Linked DNA regions of Zea mays: all the other regions are linked to region 2. A link is a contact called in public Hi-C data. All regions are on one chromosome and are shown on one strand. Each heading gives the region's core, a stretch centred on a gene start, on an enhancer-like site or on the middle of the called end of the contact. The rest is flanking DNA. Distances are from core to core; before and after follow the strand shown. Region 1 has its middle 48 kb from the start of LOC100383907. Region 2 holds the start of LOC100277789. Region 3 holds the start of LOC100191681 (60S ribosomal protein L8).

Region 1 (3,083 bases), core at 353-2,852, 210 kb after region 2:
TGCTAATAATTCTGCTCTAAGGAATAAGATAATTGCTGCTATGCATGATAGTGTTGTGGGGGCCATTCTGGAGGACCTGCAACTTATCACATAGTTAAAAGACTTTTTTGGTGCAAAGGGTTGAAAGCTGAGGTGATTTCTTTTGTGCAGCAATGTTTGGTGTGTCAACATGCCAAGTCAGAAAGGATTCATCCACCTGGGTTGCTCCAACCATTACCAATTCGTAGTGGGCTTGGCAAGATCTCACCATGGATTTTATTGAAGGATTACCTAAATCTGAGGGCTATGACACTATTTTAGTGGTGGTGGATCGTTTTTTGAAGTATGCTCATTTCTTACCACTAAAACATCCATTTTCTGCTGCTGTTGTTGCCCAGGGTTTTCTGGATAATGTGGTTAAGCTTCATGGAGTTCCTAAGACATTAGTGTCTGACAGGGATAAGGTCTTCACTAGTCAATTCTGGAAAGCTTTATTTCAGACATTGGGAACTCAGTTGGCTTTATCTACAGCCTATCACCCTCAGTGAGATGGCCAATCTGAAAGAGTTAACCAACATGTTGAAATGTATTTGAGGTGTGCCATTTCTGATACTCCAAAGAAATGGAAGCACTGGTTACCCTTGGCTGAATTGTGGAACAATTCTTCTTTTCATTCAGCCATTGGATGTTCTCCTTTTAAGGCACTATATGGCTATGATCCAGCTGTTTTTGGGGAGTTTGGGGTTGCTGGTACTGGTGAGCATAGTGTGGATGAGATGTTGGCTGAAAGGCAGAGTTATTCCAGGCTCTTGCAAGACAAGTTGGCAGCTGCTCGCAATCGTATGAAATTACAAGCAGATAAACATCGAACTGATAGAGAATTTCAGGTGGGCGAATCAGTTCTTCTTAAGCTGCAACCTTATGTGCAGAGTTCAGTGGTAAATAGACCATGTCCAAAGTTGGCTTTCAAATATTTCGGACCTTTTACTGTGCTGAAGCGTATTGGGACAATTGCTTATGAGTTGGAGTTGCCGGCTCATGCCTTAATTCATCCAGTATTTCATGTTTCTCAACTGAAACCTTTTACTCCTAACTCTGTTCCAGTATTTTTTGATCTGTCTAAGTTGGTGGATTTGTGTGGGCTGGAGGTTAAACCAGTGCAGATTTTAGACCGCCGTCTGGTGTGCAAAGCAGCCACCCAGTGGTTCAAGTGAAAGTGGCTTGGTCTCATTTGGATTCTGCTGATTCTACTTGGGAGGATTTTGATGTTTTGAAGGCCAGGTTTCCAAATGAGCTTGATTGGGGGCAATCAACATCTGGAGCAGGGGGAGATGTGAGAACCTCTACTACTTCTTAGTATAGCAATTATCTTTTGAAATATCAGGCCGGTATTGGGCCGTGTAATCTTGGAAGGATTAAGCCCAGATTGTAATAGTTATAAGTACTCATACTTGTGAACGAAGAAACGGATGAGAAGAATAACAGAAATCATAACCACATACCTGAATCTTCTTCCTGGTTACCTGTGTAGGTGCTCACGTCGGGGTGGAGACGCCACGGCCAAGGGGACCGTGACAAGGGACAAAGCCCTTCGAGCTCGAGACAGGGCAACGCCGAGCTTTCGATTTTGCGGAACGGAAGTCGGAAGCGGAAGCACAAAGAAGACAATCGCGATGGGATTATATAGGAAGGGGAATAAAGGGAAGGGATGCCTGAGGGCTGTGACCTCAGGCTTGGACCGCCACCGCCAGTGGCGCAAAGAAACTAAACTCTGACAATGGACCTGCGTTTTGGGCCTTCCTGCCCCAATCCACATCGATGTTTTTTTTTCAACCGTTCGATCTCATCTGGATCTAGATGACAAGAAAAGGTCTCGCACAATGGCTGTTCCGCAAGGGCCCCAGATGAATCCGAACGGATAGTCGAACATTAAACATAAAAATAAGTTATATTCAATTTTATATTTAAGAGAGAAAACTGACTGATAGTTAAGGATGATAAAATGGACCTTTTCTATCCCACATATAAATTGATATCGATGAAGAGGCCCATGTAATTGTAAATGACATTGCGAAACGTACTTTACCACAATTTTGTGTACAGAGCAAGATGAAGGCATGCGAAGCCCTAATGTTTTTATCAACTACCATAATTCGCCCCCACCCCCCAATTAATTATATGATATTGTCATTTTGTTTATTTTAACAAATATTGAATTGATGACCCAAAACTTATCCAAAAAACGTTTGGTATTGCATCCCTATTGATAGGTCACAGCCTCAAAGGCGACAACGATGAAGCCGGCTTAGTAGTACATCTGAATCTGAGATACAAATTCTGCAAAGCAATATGAATGAAATTGTGGTTTTATGAATGACTATTGACTACAAGCCATCGTTTACGTTCTAGCCGCAGTATCAGCTGAGTTTCGCCATTTTTTCTTTTTCGCCACTGACCGAGAAACGGTCTGGTTTCAAATAGATTTTGATTCAAAATATAAAAATACAAAAGTCAAATTTTGATCAACAAAATGAAATTTGGATCACCCAAAACGAAATTGTGAACACAAACCAGATAGGAGTTTAGGAGTAGTAGCTCAGTTTTTTTATTGGGCTGTACAAATTGATATCTCTAAAACCATCTAAGTGGTAGCTCAGTTAGCAATGATATACAACAGTATAAAAGTATCTGAAAATTAGATACATCAAGATCAGGACATGTTAAATAACCTATACACCAGCTTGCCGAGAAACGATCAGTCATGGTTCATGAAAGTTTAATGTTGGTCACTTGTTTTCAATTGTTGTATGGAATCAAAAACAAGGCAACACAATGTTAAAAGTAGAAGCCTTCGTCCTTGAAGTGTTATTACTTCGGGATAACTATTCAAAGACGAAGGTTGAATGTAGTCGAATGAAATACACAAGAGTATGACGAAGATATGAGAGCTTATCTAATGTGCCTTATCATTTCATTTATCTTATACAAAGCAGGTTTATAATCATACCTTCGGCTTCTTGATGCAAGATAGCATGAAGATCTTTCAGAGGCTGAGCTATACGAAGCTATAACACCTAGCTAAAGGTACTTTATGTGGGGTACTG
Region 2 (3,037 bases), core at 116-2,615:
ATGATTCTCTTTGATAGTTGATTTACCATAAACTGAATGGCTTGGTCGCCAGGGGCGATCTTCGGAGTCTTCGCCACCGCTGTCCACATCATAACTTTCACTGTCACCAGTATCTTCAGACAGCCCTTCCAGAATTTCCCTGGTGATCTTTTCTGTGTTGGTCTTCGACATTGCTATAAGAAACCCTAAGTTCTTCTCTTCATCAAGACTCAGCTTCATTTCAGCAGCAGCCTTCTTAGCAGCTTCAGACATCTTCGGAAACACTAAAAAACTGTTTTCAAAGCCGAAGCTTCAAAGCTAAAAGCTTAGCAGATCACAGTGCACGAGAGCTAAAAAATGAGTGAGCAAGAGTGGTTGGCCAGAAAGCGTGCAAAATAAGTTTGCGGTATGGCCGTATTTATACGCTTGATGCGTTGAAAGTTGAAAGACCCCACTTGTCATTGAATGTTGCTATTCTAGCAAAGGGAAGGTGTTTTTTCGGACCTTCGGCATAAAGCCTTCGTTCATGTCGCAATCTGAATTTATTATTTCAAACAAATTAATATTGCGAGGGGCTACTGTTGGGGGCCTTCGTCCTCCGAAGGTCCTCAAAAACATGATTTAACAATGTTTTCCAAGTAGATTATGTGAACAGGTACCTTCGGACTCAGAATTACGAACATGAAGTGCGGTCAGGACGAAGCCTGAACCAGACGAAGGACGGGCTGATTACCAAGCTCCACGAAGGATGGTGCACAGCCGAAGCTGTGCGCAGGGAAGCTTCGTCGCGATAGCAGAGAGGGGAACCGACTTAAAGATGAAAAGACTACGTGGACCTTGTCAGGTTTCCATAAGTCATTGACAAATGTAATGGACATAAATGTAATTTTACGTGGGCTGTGTCCCGCGTCTATAAATAGATGAACAGTACTCCCGTACTGTTCACGCTGACTTGGCATTTTGCTTTTGCGTCACGCTTGTACTTTTTATCTTCTCTCAGGACCGAAGGTACATTTGTAATTTGAAATCATTTCTATTTTTCCATGTTAATAAAATAGAAATGATCCTATGATGATGCTTATATTATATTTCATGCTTTATATGAATCCTTCGTCATTACTTGTTATGTTTACGAAGGTATGTTTCTTATGATCTTCGTCCGAAACTCATTATTTCCCGAAGGGACATAATGCTTCGAAGGACGAAGGACTTTAACACTTAACACTTTTTATGTTGCCTTGTTCTTAATTCGAAGCATTTAAGAACAAGTCCCCAACAGGAGGATCCCACGACGCACGCCATGACAAAGACCACATACCATATGCCGGCCGGCCGGCAGGCCAAGCCGGCCTCGACCTATACGTACGTCTTGCCTATTTTTTTCCCCAAGAACAAGAAGATCACAGTCAAAAGGTGCTACTTACTATACACGCACAAAAATACATCGAGCACCATGGCATCTCCAACCCGTCAGGCACCAGCACCGCCACCCTTCCTCGTTACTCCCATCATGCTGATGCTGTGGCTGCTGCTCGCTTCCTCGCACACGCGCGGCGCCATGGCCGCGACGCCCAACACGGAGGCGCTCTCGGTGCTGTGCAATGGCGCGTCCTACGGCGCCGGGGACCCCTTCGCGACGAGCCTAACGTTCGTGCTGTCGGAGCTGTTGTCCGCCACGCCGGTCCGGGCAGGCCACGACTTCTACGACATCTCCCCGTACCCGGCCGCCTTCGCGTACGGGCACGCCGCGTGCCGGGCGGCGCTGTCCGCCGCGGACTGCGCTGCCTGCCTCCGCTCCGCCGTGAGCCAGATGGACGCCTCCTGCGGGTACAGCGTCGGTGCCAGGGCCGTGCTCGTGGACTGCAGCGTGCGCTACGAGCAGTACGCGTTCGTGGATTGATTCGTCAGTAGATTTCTAGCTCCTTTCGATTTGTATGTAGTTCTGTGTGGTTTGGTTTCTCGCGTTGGTGTTGCTGCCCAAATGTATGCTCGCGCGCAGGTGATTTGCCAAACCCTTATCTTCTATCCAGCCACGCACCTCCCGAATGATTTGCATGATAAAATCGTACTGTACGAGCTAAGAAATTGACCGATACAACTGAGCAATCTAGTCGGTCATGAAGGTGCTTGCTAATAGACACAAACGATTCATTCTATATTTGTATTTTCTCAGGAATTTAAAACTTTGATCAATATTCAGTTAAATACAAATAAATTTATCAAACAAACTATTGTTCTATAATTTATATGTAAAAGGACAAAAACATAGCATATATAATCGACCCATTATTTATATAAACAGCTTATGGCATTTTTTTTCTTCCTTTTCTCATGACGACCCGTACCACATTCCTCGAACGTACAGTAAAATGCCCTCAAATACTAAGCAAATAAGTCCTCGACTCAAACGTCCAATTTGTAGAATTTTTAGATCGAGTTTGTAAGAACTCTACAAATATAAAATTCCCTAGAAATAAAACAAAAGTTAAATGTTTTTAATAAACACATCCTGGCCTCGGGAGGAACTCAGTCTAGCCCATTTCCTTACCTGGTATTCTCTTGGCCTTGCACGGCCTGCGGGCTGACCTCTCTCTCCCTCTCTATTCATACTAGCAGTGGCCCAACCATTTTATCGAATCAGTTTTGTGTTCTTCCTTTTCTCTAATCTAACTAGCAACCAACCTTCCAAAATTCATATCTCACCGGTTCAAACTTTAATTGACTTTGATTTTTCTTCCTAAATTCATTAAATTCAAATGATATCTTTAAAAATAAATTTGATTCTTTTACCAATAACACATCATTATAAAATTTAAATGTACTTTTGCTATAATTTATTGAATGACTTGGTATTTGGACTACATGTGCTTTAAAAAATAACTAAACAAAAAAAAATCAGTACCAAATATAAATTTGGAGCTAACAGTTCAGATATTTGTATACCATTGTATTCTTGTGTTGAACCATCCCATGGAGATGCATGTGTGCAATTATTCTATTGTTAGGGTTGTATAGTGAGATTTTGGTTGTCTATTCATCGATGTTAGTCTAAACATTT
Region 3 (2,724 bases), core at 141-2,640, 150 kb before region 2:
AAAAATATCCTCCCAAAAATTAACTATTGGGGGCAGGCTAAAAAATTTTAGAGGTAAATTATAGTGTATACTCCAACAGTTTCTTAAACAAATGCTGAAAACTCTAATCTGGCCCAAGATGCAAGGCGTTTATTTTCCTACTATTGCATCAACATGTGCATACTAGGGTAAATTTAAGTGTGCCATGGCTACGCCAGCCTCTGAAGTCTGAATCATAGAACAGGGGTAAGTTTTTTGACCTTGCTAGAAACTATAAACAGACAAATATGGCTTGAAACATCATCAGTCACTGAGCGAGGCACACAAACTGTAAAAGATAAACAGATGATTGATCGAGATATCCATTATGAACATTGTGTGACATGCTAGTAATATTAACATATCAAGCAACGACCATGTAGCTAGTTTCTAACACAAATGAGAGACAAAAGATCTTTGGATAAAGGCATGCTGGCCTACTACTTGTCCAACTTTCTAGTTCATGAAAACAAGTCAGTCTCCTACCAATTCATCTTCCCAGCACATGAAGACACATAAAAAAACATGTTGACATAGCAGCAGAATGCCCCTACTATCAGAAACTGAGATAGCAGGTTGTGCGTGCCATGAACCATTCATTACTCCCCACCAGACCGTAGAATATCCCATCCACCTCCTACAAGCAACTGCAAGGGCATCAATACCTGGAGCAATCAAGAAATACAAAACTAGTAGTTCTAGAACTAAATCACAACTCACATAAATTATCAAACGTAAACTCTACTATCTATTCAATCCTTATCTCAGGGCAGGGGGCGAGCAGAGGGCAGGGCAGGGGCCGCGCTGTGCGTGCCTGCAAGGTTGCGCACTGTCGCTGCTACTAGCGGGCGGAGGGCGGGGCTAGGGCTGGGCGCTGCAGGGGCTGGGAGCTGGTGGCTGGCTGCCGAGTGCGTCTGCACGGGAGGAGGGATGAAGGAGCCGACTCGACTGGACGAGATGCGAGGGAGCACCGAAGCCGCTGTCGCGGGAGCCGTTGCCCTTGACGTCGTCGCTGCCGAAGTGCTTCAAAGTTCAAACCGGTGCCACTGCCGCAGCCGTCCTTGTGGCCGCTGCCGCCGCCGCCGCCGCCGCCGCCGCCGCCGCCGCCGACACCGATCAGGCCTCTCCCGCCATGGCTACAAACAACACAAAAGCGCGCGAGGGCGAAAATGGGTGCCGGAAACAGGTGCTATGCGCGACAGCGAAGGGATTGGGGGATTTCACCTCGCGCAAATTTGCGGGATGGATCGGCTCGGATGCGTGACGGCGAAAATATGGGGGAAGTTTGCAAGAGCTGTTGGAGGAGAGAAAACGAGCTTTCTCCCTGAAAAAAGTTTTTCGGGGTCTTTTAGCATCGTTCTTGGAGATGCTCTTAGTCCATTACCCACCGAAGGCCCGCCCAACCACCTTCGTATCCGACGGCCCACCCCGCTCGTCTATATCCGCCTCCAAACCCTAGCTCTTCCATTCTTCCCCCTCCGGCGCCGCCTCCCCCAGACACTTCGCCGCCGGCAAGATGGGCCGCGTGATTCGCGCTCAGCGCAAGGGTGCGGGGTCCGTGTTCAAGTCCCATACCCATCACCGCAAGGGCCCTGCCCGGTTCCGGTCCCTCGACTTCGGCGAGCGCAACGGGTACCTGAAGGGCGTGGTCACCGACGTCATCCACGACCCGGGCCGCGGCGCGCCGCTGGCCAAGGTCACCTTCCGCCATCCATTCCGGTACAAGCACCAGAAGGAGCTGTTCGTGGCTGCTGAGGGCATGTACACTGGCCAGTTCGTTTACTGCGGACGCCGTGCTACACTCTCCATTGGCAACGTCCTGCCGCTCAGGGGGATCCCTGAGGGTGCCGTTGTCTGCAACGTTGAGCACCACGTCGGGGATCGCGGTGTCTTCGCCAGGGCGTCTGGGGACTACGCGATCGTTATCAGCCATAACCCAGACAACGGCACATCGAGGTGACGGTCACACTGTCTGCTTAAAGTTCGCATAGCGGTGTCGTTTATTAATCATAACCCATTATGGCAATGTTGAAAACTATTGAACTACGCTCTGTTTTAAACTGGTTCTATTGTACTTAGGGGTGACAATGTGCTCTAAATTTTACACAATAAGATTTAAAGATAATAAGATTTAAAGATCGGATAGGATCGGGCCATATTTTTATTCATTTTTGAACTAAAATTTATTTAGGGCCCTACTATTTTGTGAAAAGCATTTGGATCGCAATCCATTACCACCCCTAATTGTACTCAATGCAGAACTGTTCTGTTTTATTAAGATGATGTGATTTTTTTTGGTTCTATGTTGATTTTTCCAGCAAGTGGTTGTGGTTATGTTGTCATTTTAGTTCAATGCTTGAATGTTTGTTCATATACCATTTCACTTTTGAACCCCTCCCACTGACACTATCAACTATAATGGACTAGTAAAAGAGGCATCTAGTTGAATTATTGAAATGTTTCCTTAGAAACTGAAAACGAAATCTAAGATGTTTCACAAGATGTGACCGAAACCAACTTCTTAGGACAGTACATCCTTATCCATCTTATAAATGATATTTGTTGTTACCGCTTACCGGTAATTTTCTTGTCCACTAGCTTATCTTGATATGCTTTGTTCTTCTCAGTGTAATTAGGGTTTACTGGGTTTCGTGGGTCAGCCTCTAAGAAGTAAGAACACATGGTATTGTGATTTTCAGGATCAAG

What was found. A called contact is a pair of places that touch in the nucleus more often than the background predicts.
Region 1: a Hi-C map of tassel shows a contact between it and region 2, with 2.6 times the contacts expected there. The contact joins the enhancer-like site here to the promoter of LOC100277789 in region 2. A contact is called at or near these places in 2 of 25 Hi-C or Micro-C datasets (ear and tassel).
Region 3: a contact with region 2 is called in a Hi-C map of ear, with 3 times the contacts expected there. The contact joins the promoter of LOC100191681 here to the promoter of LOC100277789 in region 2. A contact is called at or near these places in 2 of 25 Hi-C or Micro-C datasets (ear and tassel).

What each region holds. Positions count from the first base shown.
Region 1 is chr7:35,577,034-35,580,116 of Zm-B73-REFERENCE-NAM-5.0, forward strand. No RefSeq gene overlaps it. Among protein-coding and RNA genes, the nearest start is that of LOC100383907, 48 kb to the right of the region's middle. Within about 2 kb of position 1,603, at least 4 of the 20 cell types and tissues checked have an H3K27ac peak or open chromatin away from gene starts, as enhancers often do. A contact at or near this core is called in tassel, where this site is marked.
Region 2 is chr7:35,362,294-35,365,330 of Zm-B73-REFERENCE-NAM-5.0, forward strand. LOC100277789 reads left to right here and starts at 1,366. Exons shown (of 1, transcript NM_001151269.2): 1 at 1,366-1,994. The coding sequence starts at 1,433. The coding sequence ends at 1,879.
Region 3 is chr7:35,217,225-35,219,948 of Zm-B73-REFERENCE-NAM-5.0, forward strand. It overlaps LOC100191681 (60S ribosomal protein L8), which reads left to right and starts at 1,391. Exons shown (of 2, transcript NM_001137110.2): 1 at 1,391-1,974; 2 at 2,718-2,724. The coding sequence starts at 1,535.